Regions from separate parts of the Mus musculus genome. Here region 1 is linked to region 2. A link is a contact called in public HiChIP or PLAC-seq data. All regions are on one chromosome and are shown on one strand. Each heading gives the region's core, a stretch centred on a gene start, on an enhancer-like site or on the middle of the called end of the contact. The rest is flanking DNA. Distances are from core to core; before and after follow the strand shown.

Region 1 (5,062 bases), core at 1,394-3,893, 270 kb after region 2:
AGAGAGGTTAGTGTGGACCCTGGAACAGTAGGGAATTAGGGCGGAAAGGCTACTCTGGAGTTGCTGTGACATACTAGCCAAGGTCTGCCCCTCGCTACACCTCAAGATTCACTTAAGAACTCAAAAGAGGGAGACGGAATGTCTCATCACCTCACGGGGGTTTGGTTTTTGAATCTGTGACATTGAAGATGAACAATCTGTGGTCTTGAGACTGGGAACTCAAGCTCTTGGCGCTGACCCACTGTGGAACTGATATGAGGCAGTGTAAGGCCCGAGGAAAGAGCCCTCAGGACATCCTCGGAAGAAACTGGAATGTCTGGATGGGGATCTAGGATGGAAGACCTGGGTTGTAGGACTGCCATCTAGTGCTGGCCCGCAGAGACCATGCTCAAGAGAGATTATAGGCTGGGTCCCCTCAGGTCACCTGACTTGTAACTGACACTCCTCTGTCTCCTCTATCTGTACCTGCAGAGGCTGCAGAGATAATGCGGGACATTGGCACTGCCATCCAGTTCTTGCACAGCCGGAACATTGCCCACCGAGATGTCAAGGTGAGCTGACCAAACTCAGCCTGGGAGGGGGGCAAGGAAGGAGTAGGAAGGAGTTACTCAGCCACAGCCCCTGCTGCCCTCCCCTCACACCCCCCCTCCCCCGAAATCCCTGAATTGAAACTAACTTCCTTGCCTCAGCTTCTCAGCTAAGACTGCTCTTCTCTCCTCCCATAGCACAACACACTCATTCTGCTCTCGCCAGATGGACGTCCTTGTTTTCTTCAAACACTGGGCAATCCCAATAGTAATGAGAGTAACTGCCTACTTCCAGCCAGTGGGCCCCCGACAAGCATCTCTTTAATCCTCACCTGGCACTGTGGGATAGGGGCCATATACCCATTTCATAGACAAGTGAACTGAGGCTCTTGGAGAAACTAACTATCTTGCCTTAGGCTGTGAAGTTGCTGCTTTGGGTTCCCTTCATTTGTTCACTTGCTCAGTAAGAAGTTTTATAACTATCTATCTCCGTGCCAGACCTTAGAGAGGGGCTGCCTTATACCATCAGGTCGTCTGTGCAGTTAGAGATATAATTTAAACAAATTTGACCACCAGACAACAGCATTTAAATAGAACAAAACCATTTGCTGGCTATTGGAGGAAGGGATGAACCTAGGCGGACCTAGGGCTGAGCCTGCTTGCCTTCCTGGTGGATGAATTTGAAAGATAGGAAGCATTCTGCTCCAAAATTTCTTTCCTGGGAAAGCTGGGGTTTCCTAGGCAGCCCTACGTTCATATAACCATATGCATGCACACACATAAGCATTTGTGTGTGCGCCACTATTAGCACAGAATCTGTTTGTTCCTCCTCGCCTTTATGCACGAGGCTTACTTCCTCTTACGCCCAGACAGAGGAGAGCAGAGAGACGAGCTGACATGCTCCTCTGGCTGAGGGCTGCCAGCCCGTGCAGTTACCCTTTGATTCAAGGTACACACGCAGCCAAGGCAGACCCACCCTCTAAATAGTACTTTATTTTAGCCCCTGAGTTCTCTTCTTCCTATGGGAAGAGAAGCTGTCTTTGAGCAGAGTATGCTAAATAGATTCTCTGTTTATTCCCATCCAAGGTCAGATCGTCTCAAACAGAACCTACAAAACAACTCCCACTGCATCCAAACTGGAGCACTTTTCTTCCACCTAAGTTTTGCTTGGGCATCATCCCTCCTGCTCTTTGGCATGGACCTAGATCCTACCTGTTCACTGAAAGCCAGTTTTTAGGGCTGCCTCCTCCCTGGAACCCTGCTGGCTGTCCCCATCTGCCAACCCCATCTGTGCTTTGCAGCGAGGAAGATTTCTTCTGTGTAGCTCCTGGGGTCTGAGTTGGGGGCACATGCTTCCCTGAACAGCCTCAAGTGGGCCTGGCCTGCTGACTTTGTGGGCTTGCTTCTGGGCTTGGTGATATTGGCTCATGAGCATCTGCTTTCTACTCCAGCATCTTTCTGGCCTTTCATGGTATTCACCCCAACTCAGGGACAGAAGTTTCTGCCCAGGGGCTTTCTATGGCACCTGATCATTCATGGTCTTGTCTGAGCACCTGCCTCACTTTTCTCTCTGTGAAGGTATCTGTTCCACGTTGTTAGTGATCCAGAGCTTTCCATAAAACAGAGCTGGCTTATCATATATAGGGATGGAGGCATGGAATCTGGAGGAGGGGACTCTGTCCACTCCTGGTACCTTCCTCTATACTAATGCTTTCTTTCTCTTCTGGATACAGCCTGAAAACCTACTCTATACATCCAAGGAGAAGGATGCTGTACTTAAACTCACCGATTTTGGCTTTGCCAAGGAAACCACCCAAAATGCCCTCCAGACACCCTGCTACACTCCCTATTATGTGGGTGAGTCTTTTGCATGTGGCTTGCATCCCCATTGCTGTAGAATGCTATAGGATGGTTAGCCAGAGGGTTGTGGAAACCAAAGAGTTAAAGCCTGGTGAAGAGGGAGGAGGGAGCAGAGGGAGGAGGGAGCACTCTTGTCTGCATGGAGGCGGGTGATGGGGGGGGGGCTGGAGGCTGCAAAAATATTCTTCCAAACTTCAGCTTCTGCTTTTGAAAATAGATCCAGGAAAATTCTGGCTGTGGCCTGTGAGCTGAATGACGTCACAGCAGCTCTAAATATATATGTGATAAAAGGCTGCCATCAGCTCGGGACGGAGCCCAGCCGCAGTTGTTTTTCTCCGGTTTTCATCTTCATATTCAGAAAGTGGGCAGGCCTTTTCTCCTACATTAGAGGGATGCAGGGTACTAGTAACTGCCTTGTGGGAAAGGGTCCCTTGAGCCAGGAATTAGATGGGGCTAGGGGGCATCCACATACTTAATGATTCCTGGGAAAGCTCCTGGCAGGCTCCAGTACATCCTAAGGCCCCTGTAACAAGTGCCCCTGCCTTGAGAGTTGGGCAATGACTGACGTTTGTCCCTTTGGGAGAGCAATTAAGGGTACAAAGCTTCAGAAAGGCCCCTGTTTATCTAGAGTATTCTGCAATACTTTCATGATAAGTCCAGCCCGCTGAGCTCAATGCACTGACTGGAAGACTAAGGCCAATGGATGGGTATCCAAGCTGACTGGAACACAGAACCCTGTGATCCAGGCTGTGCGTTCAGGGAGACACAATGCTGAGAGACACAACACAGAACACGGCTGGCAGACTGGGATCCTCTTCAATGGCGAGGCCTCTCCAAACTTGGGGCTGGCCTTCTCCCTTCCTCTCTCTTACCAAGTTGAGACTGGCAGAGGGGCTGGAAGTAGCTAGGGGTTTGTCTGAAAGCAGCTTTTTTTTTTCTTTCTTTCTTTCTTTTTTTTTTTTTTCTGGTAGCTGTCTCTCCTCCCCCAACTTCACACACATGCTGCCTTCCCAGAAGGTGCCAGACACTAGTCTGCTCTGCCCTATCTCCCAGCCTGGGTACCTGTTCCTCACCTTACCCAGGCTTAAGATTTCTTCCTAGTCCCCAAGACCCTTGGGGCTAAGAGATTTCCTATGCCCTCGGCTTTGGTAGCTCCTGAGGTCCTGGGTCCAGAGAAGTATGACAAGTCCTGTGATATGTGGTCCCTGGGCGTCATCATGTACATCCTGTGAGTACCACTCCCCACCCCCCACCCCCGCAACCCTGCCTCAACCTTCTGCTTCTACCTTTCCATGAGCTATTTCAGCTTCTCACTCCCTGTGTCCCTAGGGAGGGACTTTTTTACGAGTCATCCCTTGGCCAGGTTGTCTTTTGTTTCCTGTGTTGTTAGATACAGGCCTTGAAACTGCCTGCGGGCTTCCTCATGTCAAGGCTGATGGCATTCCTGGGATGTGTTCAAGAGTCCACAGGGCTGGTATTATTGCTGTGGTGTCTGGAAGCCTGTCTCCCTAGTGAAAAGGAGAGAATGGCTCTGTTTGACCCTTGTGTGCCCAACCCTTGTGCCAAACGACCTCTTCTCTTTGCCAGTTTGTGTGGATTCCCACCCTTCTACTCCAACACCGGCCAGGCCATCTCTCCAGGAATGAAAAGAAGGATTCGCTTGGGCCAGTATAGCTTCCCTAACCCTGAATGGTTAGATGTCTCTGAGGATGGTTAGTAAGCTTCTCTACTCAACCTGGCCCCTTCAACCTTCATTCTGGGAGATATAATTTTTTGTTGTTTTATAAAATGGCGGTGGAAGTGGGTGGTGGACCCTGCCAAGGTGTCTCCCTGAACAATCAAACTATGTGGGGAAGGGGCAGGGGTGGAGGGGGAGAGAGAGAGAGAGAGAGAGAGAGAGAGAGAGAGAGAGAGAGAGAGAGGATGGAGAGAAAGAAGCCAAACAGAGCAAGGTTCATACCTGGCAGGTAGCTATTGCTGGGTAAATGTTGGGTGGAGCCTAGAGGAAATGCTAACACCTTTGGCAGTCAAACTGACTTGTGTTCAAATCCTCACTATTCAAACCTAGACAAGTCATCTGAACTTTTCAAAGTCTCAGTTTTTATATTTGTCAAGTGGGTTCAACATTTGTCTCCCCAGCCAGGAGGCAAAGAGGCTGGAGGATCTCTGTGAGTTCAAGGCCTTCCTGCTCCACAGAGCTAGTTCTAGGACAGCCAAGGATACACAAAGAAACCCCGTCTTGAAAAACAAACAAACAAAAACATAAAACCCCATAAATATCACCTTCCCAGGACCCCTTCCTTGTTTTGTTCATATTTTCCCTCCCAGGTAGCTCAAACAATTCGGCCTTGTATTATCTATTGTTGCTTAATGAATTATCCTGAGTACTTAGTGACCTTCAACGAGAAACACTTGTTAACTCACCATTTCTAATCATGAAGAATGTAGGTGCACGTATAGTCCTGTCTGACAGAGCTTGTGACTCATGTGGGGGAGTTGAGGGACTGTAACTCACTGATTCCTCTTTTCTGGGTCCCCAAGCCAAGCAGCTAATCCGCCTGCTCCTGAAGACAGATCCCACAGAGAGGCTAACGATCATGCAGTTTATGAACCATCCTTGGATCAATGTGAGCGTGGTCTTGGCCTGGAGTAGGGCTGGCAGGATGGAAGGGGAT
Region 2 (5,591 bases), core at 412-2,911:
CACTGGACCAGTGCTTAGAATTTGGAAATTCTGAGGCAAGACCAAAGGTAACTGGGCATTCTGTAGCCAGGTTTAGTGGTCCGAGTTGTGAGGTACACAGAGTCCAGAAACCTACACATTCAGTTCCCTCGAGGCCAAGACCTGAATCCCTTTTCTGAAGCCGCTCCCAACACCTGCCTGTAGCTCTCCAGCCTATATAGAGCAAACATCTCAATGGCTGGTTATGTGGCCACACCAACAGTCTAGCTACCAAGATTTTAGAGAAGTTCCCAGTACCTTCTGCGCTCCGCATCTTGAGGGTCTGTGCCTGGGAGGCTGATAGTGATGGACGACGGCGCTCCCACATCGTAGCGCTTCACTGTCTTCTGGCATATCTTTACTTTCACCAGGAGGCCGTGCACCAAGTTCGCTAGCAGCCCCACCACCGGTTGCAGGATCTCCGGGAAGAAGGTGGCAAAAGCAAAATGGTCAGCCATGTCCCCTCGGCCCCGGCTATGGCGCTGATAGAAGCGAAGATACACCCAACTGGATAGCAGCCCAAAGCCGTAGGAAGCCAGGGCTGGGCTCTGGAGCAGCGTGGCCAACCGGAGGAGTAGCAGCAACGCCAGCAACAGCATGGGAACGACGCTGACGCGGACCTGGGGCACTCGCAGAACCACACAGTCTCCCATAGTTTGCTTGAGGGCTACCAGAACACCACCTAGGAAACCCAGGGCGCCGTGGATACGAATAGTGAACAGGTAAACCAAGTTGAAGGAAGCCATGTAGGTGAGGAGGTAGGCGAGGGCCCCCAGAAGCCCCACTGACACATTCACCACCGAGAAGAAGATGAGCAGCTCCAAGGCTCCCCAGAGGGGCTCCAGTAATCGCCCGGCCACAACCACTGTGGCCAGGCTAATGGCCACGTCCCACACGTGCTGTTCCATGAGCCCGTGGGTGGCCAGGGTCCAGATCCAGAAGTTGGGTGGGAAAAGGTAGCCTGGGGTGACGGCCAGGCAGCCCGTGTCCACAGCGAAGGAAAGCAGGTAGAGAAACAGTACCACGGCGCACAGTGCCTTCACCACCACGCTGGCGCTGGCCAGGATGGCCCCCAGATGTTGGCGGGCACCAGGTAGGGCGCGTTGCATCTTCCTGGCGGACGTTGGCTTAAGGGAATGTGTGGAAGGTGGCCTAGGGGCCTCCCCGGGGCCTCGTCCCAGTTCGGCCCCGACGGGAGGCCCGGGCCCGGCTACTTCACTGGCTTCTGTTCCGTGGGAAGGCTCTGGTTCCGGTTTGATCCGGTTGTAGTTCCAAAGCGAGGAGAAAGTCTTCTTGCCGGGGACCTGTCGTTAGGCCCTGGGTAGCTTGGGCTCGCCTGCCTGCGGGTTCCGTCGGCCCAGCGGCCAGGCTAGCGTTAATCTCAAGGCTAGGCTTCCTCCATCCACTCTGAGACTCTGCGATCTGCGGGGAACTGGTGCCTCGTTCCGGCCCAAGTCAAGCCCGTTTAGCTCCGGCTGGGCTAGGGTTTTGGCTTGACGGTACCTCCTCCCCTCTCCGGGGCCGACAAACAGGGGCGCCGCGCCTGCGCGCCCCCGCCGGCGGCCGCGGCAGTACGCCCTCTGAGCGCTTGCCTTCCGGCTTCTCGGCATGCTGGGATACGGAGTCCTTGGGACCTAGCCGACCGGTTTCTTCATAGAACCACAAGTCCCAGAAGCTGTGCGCCGACCGGTCCCGTAGAGTGTACGGGCTAGGGAGCTTGGGAGTTGTAGTTTTCAGTGCTTACTCCTCCAGTTCTTAGGAGTTATGGAAGTTGAGATCAGTATTCCTGATGCAGTAAAGGGAGGTGTTAAGTGGGCGGGTTCAAGAGGTAGCACCGCCTTGGGCCACACACACTTGCTCAATTCTTTGGAGGAGATTGGCTCTATTTAGGATTTGTACAGGTACAGCAGTGTCTTTGTAAGCAGGTACATAAGAATGTGAACGGTTCTGATGAGTTGTACCAACGTGTGTGAACTAACCAGAAACTGTCGTCTGGCAAGTGAAGCCTAAGATGGGCTTGTTCAGTCATTTGTAGTCACTGTGTTATTGACCAAGTTCCCCGCTGCAATTTCAGGAGCCTTAAAAATGATGATGATGGCAGGCTCTTCCTATCTTAACGATCAAAGAAGGCAACTGTGTAAACGACTTGCCATTGTTGTATTGGGTGTTCGTTCACATTGTCCTTGTTCCAGCGAATTGTACTTGTAATTGTACATGAACTTTCCACCTAAGGGGGAATAAGGGTCAAGGCTGTGCTACTTCAGCGACTCTTTTCCCACTTGATTCCACTGGACAGAGAAATCTCCCTTGAGCTGGAGCGATGGATTAGCGGTTAAGAGCACTGACTGCTCTTCTAGAGGACCTGGGTTCAATTCCCAGCAACCACATGGCAGCTCATAACTGTAACTCCAGTTCCAGGGTTTCTGACACCCTTACACAGACACACATGCAGGCAAAACACCAATGAACATTAAAGAAAAAATATATTTAAGTCTCTCTATAAGTGCCAAGTTGGTCTAGGCTCAACTTTATGCTATAGTGGCTGTCAACAGGGTGTTTGAGATGTATTTAAAAGTTATTTTATAGCCGGGCGTGGTGGCACACACCTTTAATCCCAGCACTCGGGAGGAAGAGGCAGGTGGATTTCTGAGTTCGAGGCCAGCCTGGTCTACAAAGTGAGTTTTAGGACAGCCAGGGCTATACAGAGAAACCCTGTCTCGACCCTCCCCCACCCCCAAAAAAGTTATTTTATTTACATGTATGTGTGTCTTTGTGTGTATATGCCGTTAAGTGTGCAAGCCACCACAGAGGCCACAGCATGTCGGAAGCTGGATTTCTGAGCCACCAGATGTGGGTGCTGGGGTACAGGTTCTCTGTAAGAGCATCAGGCATTATTAACTATGGAGTCATCTCCCCAACCCTGAGATTTTTGTTATATATATATATATATATATATACACACACATATATATATACACACATATATATGCATATTTTTAAATGTGATTAATTATATTACAAGGGACTTTATTATAAAATCCCCTTTTAGCTATTGATCTCAGTACAACTGCCTGTGTGTTCAAAACTACCTTTCACCTTTTATTTTTGTCTGGGGTTAGGGTTCCTACTGTATGCCATATACCAGTGTTTGCTAAGTTTGACTTAGCAAATCAAAATACAGAGTTACTGGGCAGTGGTGGTTCAAGCCTTTAAGGTTGATCTCTGTGAATTGGAGGCCAGCCTGGTCTACAGAGTTAGCTCTAGGACAGCAAAGGCTATACAAAAAACTCCCTAAAACAAAACCCAAACTAAAAACCAAAACCCAAAACAAAATAGAGTCAAATACTTAATCAGATTTGATTTTTGAATAAACAATTTTCAGGAGAGGGACATCCCATGCCATATTACACACACACACACACACACACACCCCAAAACAAAACAAAACAAAACAAAACAAAACAAAACTAAAACAACTCATTTGTTCCTATAGAAGCAAGAATAAATTTATTCAGAGTACAGTAATAGCACAAATTATAATGACACTGTCAGTAATAACCATGGGCCACAGGGACGATAGTAACCAAGTACCAAAAACCTTATTAAAAAATTATCAGAATCTGGGGCTGGAAAGATGGTTCAGAGGTTAAGAGCATTGGATGCTCTTCCAAAGGACCCTGGCCCAGTTCCCAGCACCCACATGGTGGCTCACAACTGTTTGTAACTCCAGTTCCAGGGCATCTGACATCCTCACACAGAAATACATGCAGGCAAAACACCAATGCTCATAAAATCAATCAATCAATCAATCAATCATTTAAAAATGTCTTAGAGTCTGGGTGGTGGTATTTGCCTATAATCCAGCACTGGGATGGCTGAGGCAGGGGGATCAAGGCCATTTATGGTGATAGAGTGAGTTTGAAGCCAGGCTAGACTACGTGAGACTTTTCAAAAGCAATAAGCAAAGGAACAAACAGACAAATTAACTGCAAATGAGAATTGACTGGACTTTATCTGACAACCCCACTCCAAACCATGTGTGTTGTTCCAAGGCACGGGAACTGTTTTGGGGGCATGAGAGTAGTTCAGACGTGCGTTGCTCTAGGTCAGCCCCTGCAGAGGAGCGAGGGAAACCTCGCCATGGCTAATCCTGGAATGTCCTTTGTCATGTTTAGTATCCAAGTTTTCCTCCAGCCAGCCTAAAAGGCACACAAACACTCTCTTTCTGTCTTTCTGTCTCTGTCTGTCTGTCTGTCTCTGTGTTTCTCTCTCCTGTGTGTGTGTGTGCACACGCGCACGTGCTCGTGTGCACATGTGTATAGTAGTTTGAAATGAATGTTGGATGGTGTCCTCTATCATTTTCTACCCTGTAGGATCCCAGCGAGCAGTCATGGGTGGCCTGGAACTCACTGTGTAGACCAGACTGTTCTCAGACCAACAGACCTGCCTGCTTTGGCTTCCTCAGTGCTGGACTTAAAGGAGCACCACCATTTACCTTCTATTTTGAGAAGGGACTCTCCTCGCTGAGTCTGGAGCTCATGGGTCCAGCTAGGCTTTGGGTTTGATGACCTCTGGGTTTTTGCCTGTCCCCACTCTTCGTGCCTCCCGCCCCCAATGCAGTGGTTACAGTCCACTGCACGGGACTTTTTACACGCGTCCTGAGAAACTGAACTGAGGTCTTCATGTTTGCAGAGCAGGCTCTTTACTAACTGGGACATCTAAGCCCTGCCACTTGAGACTTTGGCTGAACTTATTTTTATTTTGAAGATTCTCGTGTAGCCCCGGCTGCCTTAGAACTCCCTGTACAGCTAAGGATGTCCGTGGACGCCTGTTCCTCCAGCCTCCACTTACCTCACGTGGATTATGGGGCAGGCACCACTAGACCCAGCTTTCACTGATTTTCTTTAAGTCGCCTCACCTGGCGAGACAGAAGGCATTTCTCCTCCCTGGTTGCTCATCTGTGCTATGGGAATCTACTGGTAACCACACTTAAGATCACGAGAACTTAGCTGGACAATTTCCAGAAACACAGAGTGAATGGCTCTCCTGCCCCCAGAGTGGAAGAGATCGAGCATCCAGTTCAGGACTGCCTAGGTTAGTGGCTTAGTTTTCTTCCCATGAAGAGAATGCAGGGGTCAGGCGGGGGGATGCCTGGGTACCGGCACTTGTGGCCAAGTGTGACAACTGGAAGAACACAGTGGGAGGAGAGATTCCCTGCAGGCTGTCAGTTTTCCTCGGACCCCTGTGCTTGTGCCGCAGCCCCTCCTGGCAGCCAGGCCAGCCTGGCCTACATAGGGAGACCTAGTCTCCTCTCACCACAGCTTGATTAATGCAGGGACACACACATGGACACACACTGTCCTATGTAGGGAGACACACACACACACACATCCTGTCCTGTGTAGGGAGACCTACACACAGACACACGTACCCTGGCCTATGTAGGGATACCCATACACACACACACACACACACACACACACACACACACACACACACCCTGTTCTATGTAGGGAGACCTAGACTTACACACACATCCTGTCCTATGTAGGGAGACCTACACACACACACAC

The links. HiChIP or PLAC-seq counts read pairs in DNA pulled down with a chosen protein or histone mark.
Region 1: an H3K4me3 HiChIP or PLAC-seq map of bone marrow-derived macrophages shows a contact between it and region 2, with 4 times the contacts expected there. The contact joins the enhancer-like site here to the promoter of Tmem115 in region 2. A contact is called at or near these places in 5 of 39 promoter capture datasets (hematopoietic stem and progenitor cells, hippocampal neurons, liver and 1 more), 1 of 484 Hi-C or Micro-C datasets (the G1E-ER4 cell line), 4 of 115 datasets of contacts at active chromatin or transcription factors (the 230-238 cell line, bone marrow-derived macrophages and large pre-B cells) and 2 of 9 other capture datasets (adipose tissue and pancreatic islet).

Annotation. Positions count from the first base shown.
Region 1 is chr9:107,257,367-107,262,428 of GRCm38.p6, reverse strand. Mapkapk3 (mitogen-activated protein kinase-activated protein kinase 3) reads left to right here. Exons shown (of 11, transcript NM_178907.3): 4 at 1-6; 5 at 472-551; 6 at 2,261-2,384; 7 at 3,540-3,615; 8 at 3,975-4,099; 9 at 4,929-5,014. Among named protein-coding and RNA genes, the nearest start is that of Dock3, 28 kb to the right of the region's middle. Within about 2 kb of position 2,643, at least 41 of the 459 cell types and tissues checked have an H3K27ac peak or open chromatin away from gene starts, as enhancers often do. A contact at or near this core is called in bone marrow-derived macrophages and hippocampal neurons, where this site is marked.
Region 2 is chr9:107,530,015-107,535,605 of GRCm38.p6, reverse strand. It overlaps Tmem115 (transmembrane protein 115), which reads right to left and starts at 1,661. Exons shown (of 2, transcript NM_019704.2): 1 at 277-1,661. The coding sequence starts at 1,127.